2 separate regions of the Gasterosteus aculeatus genome follow, and region 1 is linked to region 2. The links are chromatin contacts, called in public Hi-C maps. All regions are on one chromosome and are shown on one strand. Each heading gives the region's core, a stretch centred on a gene start, on an enhancer-like site or on the middle of the called end of the contact. The rest is flanking DNA. Distances are from core to core; before and after follow the strand shown. Region 1 overlaps rapgef5a (Rap guanine nucleotide exchange factor (GEF) 5a). Region 2 holds the start of tomm7 (translocase of outer mitochondrial membrane 7 homolog (yeast)).

Region 1 (4,974 bases), core at 2,047-4,546, 46 kb before region 2:
AGCAGGTCAAAAAAAAAACCCACACGCACACACACACACACCCCAACTGAAGACACGGCAGGAGAGGGAAAGACAGACAAACACAAGAAAACCAGGCTGAGGAACTCACCAACATCCGAATGATGCCAGAGTTCTGTTTGTTCAAAGGTCTCAAGAATCAAGTGATTGGATCAGTCCATGTGCTTTACACATGAATATTTGTAAGTTACAGGCAATTAACCTCATTTTGAAAGCTTCACTTTGACTAGATATCAAATGTCAAATGTGCTTTGTCAACACTTTCTCTTGTACACGTTGTGGCAACCCACGGGCGCAGCACTCTGGACAGCGCCTCAACAGAGCTGCACCAAGGGCAGGGGCACCAACGAGCAAGAGGTCAGGTGGCCAAAAGGGGAAACACCCCGCCCCCTCTGGAGACAACGAGCGGCCCAGGTGCAGCTCACAAGGCTGATGAAGGTTGGCCACACTATGAAAGACCAACTAGACTAGACGTGAGTAGAAGCTGGCTTCACGCCGGGGGGGGGGGTTGCATGAGTGTTAAATCCCTGGTTTTTTGTGCTTCCTGCAGGAAGGAGACTGAAGGCTGAAAAAAACCCGTTGAACCGAACCCTCAAAAGAGGAAGATCCTATTTTTCCCTTTTCCTTTACTTTGTACGTTACAATAAATCGTAGCGTTTTTGTATGAAGTCAGACGTGTATCCGAGTCCGGAGATTTCACCAACAGCCGTTGGTTGCCACAACGTCTACACAGCACCTGATCACACACCAAGGAAAGAAAGACAAGCTCACTCAGACGTCACATAAAACCTATAATTTATTAATTTTAGTCAAATATTGATAATAAAACGCTGCTTTAGAAAAGACACGTGGCTTCAGCGGTCAGAAAGTAGAACACAAGGGGAGACATATTGCTTTGTGACTGACTATCTTTTCATTTACAACTGATAAATAATAAACCAAACACGGGCATATATTTACACATCAACAATATTACAATAGTACAAAGCCTTCAATGTGTCCTATCTCGCATTGTGAACTTTTTTTTCTGTTTTAACATGCAAACAGGTTTTAAACAACATTGCTTTAAAAAAAATAACTTTACAGTCTTGAATATGGCCAATAAAACCCTTAATACATCTTCCCGTTGGTCTCCTGTCCGTCACAGCATCGGACACCAGAGGAAAGAGAAGCGCGTCGTCACACCAACTTGCTCTTCTGCTGCTCTCAAGTGGCCACAAACAAGTACTTTCACATTCTAGAGCTGCAGCTTTAAACCACAAACATGTCTTCTCAAGAATAAACGACACATTTTTGAACCTTTGAACATGGCACATGGACTTTTGTCACCTTTAAAATACATAAATATATTACAATAAATAAGTAAAATAGCACAATTATACCAGTCTGTAAACACAATGAGCAGAGGAGTGTGTGCGTGCACGTCATGTACAGGTTATTCATCAAAATGACCACAAGGCCTTTCTATGACACTTGCAGCACGGCTCTGACCATCAGTCCAAAATGAACTGTTACAATGAAAGGACTTGTTGCTGAAGTCACGACACGGACACAGCACAGCCTCACTTTGTCTGCTCCAACCGATGGTGGCTACTGTTAGCAACATTTAAACCTATAGCAAAGGTTACATAGTCCACGAGTCTTCATGAATGTCATTCTTCAATGTTTATGAAATATTTGGGGATATGCGTAACTCCCGGGGAGAAACAACCTCAAGATTCACATTCAACCCTTAATCCCCTCGGGCCAGTTACTCAAATGCGTAACTGTGACCAATGGAACTGTCCCTGCATTCATTGTCAGAGCATCAGGTGTGTTGGTGGGCAAGAGCCTGTGTTTTTAAAGCACAGTGACTCCCATCACACAAATTATCTGTAGGAGTGTTTATATCAACCGTCATAGGAAGAAAATCATCTCTGATCTTCTTCCTATAATGGCCCAAAAGGTGTTTTTGGCACTAAAGCTCCCCAGGAACTCCCAGTGTTCCTGTGTGCATTAGATTCATGATGATCAGAAGGAAGCAGCCATGAGCGCTGAAAGGCTCGGTGTTGACGTGACGACATTCGTGGCAACAACATTTCCGCCCCGTTTTGCACTTTGGCCCCGTGTTTTCTAGCAAACTATTTGACCAATGCAGCATATGCATTGCTACATAACATTTAGGGTTTATCTTGCTACTCAGCAGAAATGGACCTCTCAAGTGACTGGCCATGCATGCTCATAAATAGGCCACGGACAAAATAACACAAACACTAAAAAGTTCTACCAGATGGGGATGGAAGCAGAAAGGATGTACATTTTGAAATGCTGCAGTCAACCAAAGATCAAACTCAGCCTTACTCTGCCCTTGTGCTTCCATTATTCTGTCAGTGATGTCTTAACAAAGGTCTGCGGTGCTTAACTTATTTGTTGATAAAAGAAAAGCTCTGTGATGGGGCTGTTTCCATAGCAACACGAGAAGGGCGTGATACCAACACACACAGCATGAAATCAGTCGTCATGATGTCAGAAGGATCATCAGATCTGATGTACACGATCACGGATTAGACGTCATTGCAGGGCTCAATTAAAGACATTAAAATGTGCTGAAAAAAGACATCAGATTCCTAAACAAACCAATTGATCTACGGCCTCGGTATTACGTTTGGCACTGATATATATATATATATAGATCCACATTATATACAATGAAAAATGATCCTTATTTGCCCACACAAAAACATCATAGCAAAGAGTGCACGAGGAGTCTCAACCAGGACCTGGAAGGGAGAACAAAAAGACAAAGACATTCACATCAACTGGTTATGAACTCTGGCACCTTCAGGAGAGCTTGAGTGTTTCCAACATCACAGTCAGTCAATAAAAACCTCACAAAGCCTCCTTCACGTACCAGACGCTGATGATGTTTCACCTGTTGTCGCTTACTGAAGCCACACATCTGTAGATCTTCAGGGAAAGCCTCAGTGAGGAAAAGAAACTGCTAAACAGGCCCATAACGTGTCACAGTGACAAAACAATTCAGTCCAATAGACACTATACACACAAAACACAGCCTCTTCTCTTTGTCTCAGTTTGGCTCCCTCCGTCTCGCTGATTCATCTCTTCACACAGCGTCCACGGACGTCGTAACGCCTCTTGAGCACAGGCGGAGTGCAGCTCTGTCTTCACGGGTCCACGTGGCAGCTTATTGTCCTCTCGGCACCCCGGCTGGTGGTGTGACTTTGTTGCAGTGTGTGTGTCAGTGTGTGGAATTATGCCGTGAAAAGCGTTCTGCGCGGTGGTGGCATCTCCACGGTGCCCAGTGAGTTTGTTGTTGTGCGTCTGTGAGGGTGTGTGTGTGTGCGTGTGTGTGCGTGTGTCCGTCTTCAAGCACGGGGCTCGAGTTTGTGAGACAGCTCGAAAAGCGTCTGTTGATTGTCGATAATGTGCAGGTAATGAACGCTCGCCCTCACCTCCGCACTGTCGACCCCAATTACCTCGTTGCCTAAGAGACCGACAGAAAACACGCACATTAGTCACACAGAAGAGTTTCCACTGCTGGGGAACACACGCATACAAACACAGACTGTAAAATGGTTGCTTAGAAACTGAGGGAGAACTGAGTGATGCAGGTGCAGTGCAGTGACTCAGCGCCAGGTAGCGCCAGATTCCTGACAATAAATCTCCCCATTCTAAATGAACAGGGAGGAGCCTGTGGGCCAGTCCTTCTTGTACTTGGTGGTGTTAGGATCCTTCCAGCAACAAAATTCCCTAAGAAGGGGGAAGACTCACCTGGCTGGTCGCTTTGGCAGTGGCGGATCATCCGCACTGTCTCTGCGATCATATGCTGTTGGTTTAGGAGAAGACATGTTGCATCAGAACAATACCAAACAGTCACAACCTAAATGGTCCTGCACCATAACACAATATATATATATATATATATATATATATATATATATATATATATATATATATATATATATATACATATATATGTATATATACATATACTATTGAAACCTTTGATTCATCTGCTGATTGTTTTCACGATTCACTGATTCACAGTTCTTTTAGGAGACATTCGGCTCTGATTAATCTCCGGGAAGCCAACACGTGACGAGAGCAGCTGTGGCTCAGTAGGTAGAGATGCTCCTCCAATAATTGCCGGGTTGCCAATTGAATCCCCAGTCCACATGTAGAAGTACCCTCGGGCAAGACTCTGAACTGATAATTTCAGCGAGGGTCTTTGCATCTCAGCATGCTTCCATCCATGTGTGTGAATGGGTGGATTGAATGTGAACCGCAGCACAGGGCTACAAATGACTGCATCCAACAAGTCAAGGTGATCAATCAGTCACCTGTTGATGCAACTCATCTTGTTATGAATGTAATTATTAAAAAACAATAGAAACAATCGCTTAACTCACTAATTTTGATAAATCTCTCAAAGTAATTTGTGGCCTTGTCTGTGGGTCGCTCGAACACTAAAAGACTTTTAATAAACTGACTCAACTTACCAGCTTCTCAAAGTTGACAAGGTTGTCATGGAAGGTCTTATTTCCCTCGTGAATGAATGTGATATCTAGAAGCAGAAGACAAGTGCTTTAACATCGGTGCTTTCTTCATAAGCAGTTAAGTGTGTGTGTGTGTGTGTGTCTGTGTGTGTGTGTGTGTAGGAGTTAGAGATGATACCTTTCAGGAGAAGAGGCATGAAAGGGATCTTGGGAGGCTTCATCTTCTTGAAGGCTTCCCTATAGGCTTTGTGATTCAGAGATGGATCCTGAAGAACGATGAGGGGGAAGATGCAAAAGAGAGAAAAAACATAGTGAAAAGAAAGCATTGTAAAAGGAGAAGGAGTGCACTTCTAGCTTTCCTTTTATTTCCCTCTCTGCTGCGTAAATCTCACCGTGATGAGCTCCAACTCTGAGAAAAGCTTCTTGAACTTCCCCGGACATTTCTGGAAGGAAGGCATTG
Region 2 (4,990 bases), core at 1,889-4,388:
TAGATATTAAAAGAATCATTTTATTTATTTAGATTTATTTATGTAAGTAGTTCAACACAAGGTTTTGTTGAATTGAATATAGTGTGATGAGCTGTTTTGAATGCACATCACCAATAAGTGCCTGGAAGGAATGTTTTGTACTCATGCAGAAATAAAAAAATATCCATTATGACGTTTCTTCCTTGGAACACTTCGCATGTCATTGCAGAGCTGCAACAGATTTTTTTCCTCAGAAAGAATTATAGATTTCCGTCAATTTCCACCATCCACAGTGCATTTGAAGGAGACTTTGAAATATACGCCATCCAACCGCAAAAACAGAACACCCAAACTTCTAATCTGCAGGGATAATTACACATTCAACAATCAAACATTCTGACTCATCCTACATGACATATAATCATTTTAAAACTATTTTAACCCATGTTTTGGTTCATTTGTTATGCATCACAGGATTCATCTCTTTGTGGATTTATTCTCAGAAATCTTAAATTACAAATAAAAAGGAAAACAAGGAATGAATGTTAAATCCAAACATCGCTGTCACACATTCCCAACCAAACACCAACGCATAATGAAGTCCATTTATGTTCAAAAATGAAGTCATGAATACAGCTTGTTGATCCAAATATCTTCTTTCCATGTAGCAGACACTCTCGATGCATCAGGCCATAAACATCACAGCCAAACACAACATGCACTCATTGCTTCCCCGGATATCGGACAGTATGTGTTATGGCTGAGAGTGAGAAAATAATGTCCCGGATTTCCAATGAGAGGTGGGTCACATGGTCCCGATGAAGGGAGGGCGCCGGCTGTGTGGAGGCGTTCTTCAGCCCCATAGCAAACTGCAGAAAGGAAAAACGAGGTTCAATTAGACTCCCGAAATTCCATCGTTCACACAGACGCATCGTCACTGGAATATTTATCATGGTGAACTTCCGGTGACTAATTGTGCAACGCCTTACATTCACCTTACTAAGCACACTTACAGCTAAAAACATTTAACTCCTCTAAAACAGCAGCGTGAAGTCACAGGACAATAGGTCTTCAATTGTTTGGAGTTTCTGCAATCTTAATACATAGACCACAACACAGAACTGCAGATTTCACTTTCTTGCCAATTGTTGAATCAACACGTACAACTAGTTGACAGTTTACACATCTGTTATCCCAGTAAAGGAAATCCATTCCCCTGGTGCAAAGCTGTGAAAACCTCCTTTAGCATCAGGCATCTCTACGTACCTCAAGACTGTGGGCTCAGGCATTCCTGGATCTGCTCCCCGTTTGAAACCTTTAAAGGAAAACCATAAAGCAGCATTGAAGCATTGTGGTTTACTTTTACAGAAGAAAGTTAGTTTGTCAGTAAGTTACATTTTGTGCGGAATTGGGTGAGGGGGGCACTTGTGATTACACATCTATGAATGAATGAGAGGCACGTCTGACTCACAGCCTCCCACAGGCACAGAAAGGAAGAACACATTTCCCCACACTGATACAACAGATTCTTGAGAAAAATACAAAATTCATCCCTTAATTTTTCTCTGTTCATAGGGAGAAGCATAATTCCCACTGCATAAAGAGGCTTACCAAACCAACGGGGTTCGTTAAAAACTCAAATCAGAAAGGATGAAACCAGGACAGGTAAGCATTTTTTGATTAAGATACTTTCTAACTTTGAAGGGCAACGACCTAATTAACGGTTTCAATGTGATGAGATCACAGCTGGTTTACCAGACGACAAAGAAATGGCATGCTCAACTGATGGAAACTCTGCCTTTAGGAAATGGATGAGCTGAATGCACGTATCGAAAAAGGAGAACCCAGAAAGGGAAGATACACGAGAGGGAAGAAAGCATGTCTGAGGTCACACGTCTGAACTTCCTTAGCTCTACTGCAGAAACCAAAACCAGATGACATGACGCATACATACTAGGGCTGTCAATTGATGAAGTGATGTAAAAAAATTAATCACACATCTTGAAATTCTTTAATCTCGCAGGTGGAACACATTGAACTAGCGACTCTTCCTGTTGTCCTCGTGCTCTTAACTCTCTATCATTTAACGGCTGTGTTTGAAGTGCCAACAATCTCCCGACATTTAGCCAGAACGTTTTTCAAACCACGGTCTTTTAGGGACACAGTGGTGGTCCTCTGCAGACGTTGTGCCGTGCAGGGTAGCGTTAGATGTTGAGATGGAAGTAGCATAGCAGCTAGCTTAACATCTGTATGTCGCACCAGTTTGTTTCACTTCCAGTGCAAAAAGCTCTCTCCATCTTGATGTAACTGACTGCAGCTAGTGGCCGTTTCGTTTCCACGGTCAATTTACGGGAGCGGAAGTAAACAGTTAAAATATTTTGTTGCTAGGCCACATTAATCGCATAGATTAACGCGTTAATGTTGACCGCCTTAATACATACCACAGGCATGTGCGGTTTTAACGATGTTCCTCTGGAGCGACCACGGACTTTATGAACTAACCTCATGAGGTATAATGCATGATGTGTCTCATTTTGAAACTAAGAATCTCAGGGCAATGCTTAATCGGTGCAGATTATCCATATGGATATGATAAAACCTATGAATTTACTACTAAAGGATGTGAGACTTAACACAGAAAGTATACAGAGGGAGAAATACATTTGAAATGATCTTGTCTATGGTAGATGATGATTTACTAAGTTACCATTTAAACGTTAACATGTCAACGACGTTAAGCCCGAAGTGCTCATGTTACAACGTTACACGATACCAATAAAAAACTAATGGTACAAGGGATTAGGAACTTTGCGGTGTTATCGTATTTAATAGTTTTTGTAGGATGCCAAACCAGAGCAACCAGAGCACTCTTTAAAAAAAGGTGATTCATTTCGAGGCGAGGGCTAAGCTAAGGCTAAGCTAACTGGCTAACGTCCGAGGGGCACGTCTTTTCCACCGGCCGTATTCCACCTGCTCGTGTGCGCATACTGACCGAGGTACAACACGGTTGGTATGAAACCCCATCTGATGACAAACTGTCCGCATTGGAACAGCTGCTGCAGCCGCTGTTTGGTTTCTTTGCTCAGTTTAGCCATGTGTTTATCCGGAACGGCGACGATGCGGTGTCCAAGGACAAGAAAGAGCAGGAAGTGACGTCAGGGATGTGGCTGGTATCCGAGGTCCTCCATCTACCGTAGGGCGCCATATCTGGGAGAGACATGGAACTGCGCGCCGGCGACAGGTTGAATTTAATAAATGGTCAGTTTAAACCGAGAGGTTTAGTTACTTGTGAAGTGCAAAATACATGCGGACAACAGCATCTCATTAGTATACACATACGAAAGAAATGTTTCAATATGTTACGTAATACGTATATTTCAATATGTTGCATTTTTCTGCAGGCAGATGTGCGGAAGCCTAACTGCTGTTGTAGGTTTCTTTCGAAAGAATGTGAATATATTTATTTACATTTATGTAAATAAATATATTCACAAAGTACCAAACAATTATTGAGTAGGACATCAAGCTTTAAATATAGAGTAACTGCTTGCCTGTATTAAGTCCGTATTTTTAGTGTTTAACGAAAACGTCTACTTGAAGGCCTGAACAGAAAAAAAGACTTCTGGTATTGTGTTTTGAGTAGTATTCTGAACTTGAAAACTGATGTTGTCCAGCAGAATTATAACAATGCACATTTGTGAAATATAGAAACACTTTATTTCGAGATGTTGTAGCAATGAGTTATCTTCAGACATAGAAAGGCCAATATAAATCAACTTAAGTACAACAGTTTGATGTACAACAAGAGCTTCCAATTAACACATTCTGTAAACTCACATACAGAAACATGATGATTGTTATCGTCCCACCAAGCTATGGGTCTTCGACAGCTGGAGCACACGGAGTACGTTTTGCTTGAGGGTGGGGGTAGCTTGATTTAGGAAACCAAACGTAGCAGATGGGTGGAGTTTAATTCCATTTTTGGTACAAGAGAATCTCACCGCGTCTTGTGACGTGATGATAAAGATGCGAACAAGAATGAGGGACACGGGAAACACATCACCAAAGTACTTCAAACAGCTGGAGTGGTGGATGGATCACAGAAACAAAGAACAGACGCCTCATTGCACCCAAACAATGTCCCACAGGAATAGATTTGGTTATAGTTGTGGTTCACTTTTTTTCATCTTTAAATCAGGGGTATCAGATTCTTTCAATTCTGCAGAAGTAGGTGGCTTCGTGTGGGGACAACAAATCACATGTCTCACAGGAAAATACCACAGTTGAGAGTCTGACCTCTCTTGTTCATCATAAGAAAATACCAACGTTGAAACAACTTTTTTTGCTCTTTCAAGTGCAAAATGCAAAGCTTAAATCAAATCACACCCATCATTCCCCCCAAAAATCATATTCGTCGAAGTTGGAGTTATATTTTTGAAATTGAAATTCAGGAAGGTACTGAAGGAGCGAGAGGAAAGGACAAATATTGCTTTTCCATCACAATGACAACACCGTGCGATTGTAAACAAAAAGGTATTCTGAACATACTAGTTTATTATGGAGTGGTCATTTTTTTCCTGATGGTTTGAGGAAGAATGCAGATTCTCTTTATATACATATAAAAAAAAATTAAAAAAAGCTCAACTGTAACTGTTGACAAAAAACACTGAATAGGGGAGATTTGTATTGCTATGGGAAAAGATCAATGTTTTTTTTTCTAAATTAGTTGAACGTTGCTTCAACTTGGAGAATCATACCTTGTTCATTGTATCAATTAGCAGCCTTTATTCTAAAAAAAAAAAAACAATTGTACATAGTCTCGAGCATGCTTACACACGCTCAACATCTGCCCTGTGAGAAACCTGGCCACGGTCAGGATGGATGTATGGAAAGCCATGCAGGGCAAACAAATGCCAATTAAAATACTTTCCCACACGGTCGCTCGCTCTCTTTTTTTTTTCTTTTTCTAGTAATACGTTTCAAGTGCACCCCTTTACAGACAGGCAGCTCT

The links. Hi-C and Micro-C count contacts between places; a contact is called where the count stands out from the background.
Region 1: a Hi-C map of skeletal muscle shows a contact between it and region 2, with 2.5 times the contacts expected there. The contact joins the enhancer-like site here to the promoter of tomm7 in region 2. A contact is called at or near these places in 2 of 6 Hi-C or Micro-C datasets (skeletal muscle and tail fin).

What each region holds. Positions count from the first base shown.
Region 1 is chr10:11,204,578-11,209,551 of fGasAcu3.hap1.1, reverse strand. It overlaps rapgef5a (Rap guanine nucleotide exchange factor (GEF) 5a), which reads right to left. Exons shown (of 27, transcript XR_013451024.1): 22 at 4,907-4,957; 23 at 4,693-4,780; 24 at 4,518-4,582; 25 at 3,790-3,844; 26 at 2,909-3,502; 27 at 797-2,777. Among protein-coding and RNA genes, the nearest start is that of bet1, 21 kb to the left of the region's middle. Within about 2 kb of position 3,296, at least 1 of the 9 cell types and tissues checked has open chromatin away from gene starts, as enhancers often do.
Region 2 is chr10:11,158,776-11,163,765 of fGasAcu3.hap1.1, reverse strand. tomm7 (translocase of outer mitochondrial membrane 7 homolog (yeast)) reads right to left here and starts at 3,138. Exons shown (of 3, transcript XM_040189121.2): 1 at 2,972-3,138; 2 at 1,246-1,294; 3 at 7-848. The coding sequence starts at 3,074. The coding sequence ends at 833. hycc1 (hyccin PI4KA lipid kinase complex subunit 1) reads right to left here. Exons shown (of 12, transcript XM_040187813.2): 12 at 3,674-4,990. It overlaps il6 (interleukin 6 (interferon, beta 2)), which reads left to right. Exons shown (of 5, transcript XM_040189119.2): 5 at 1-271.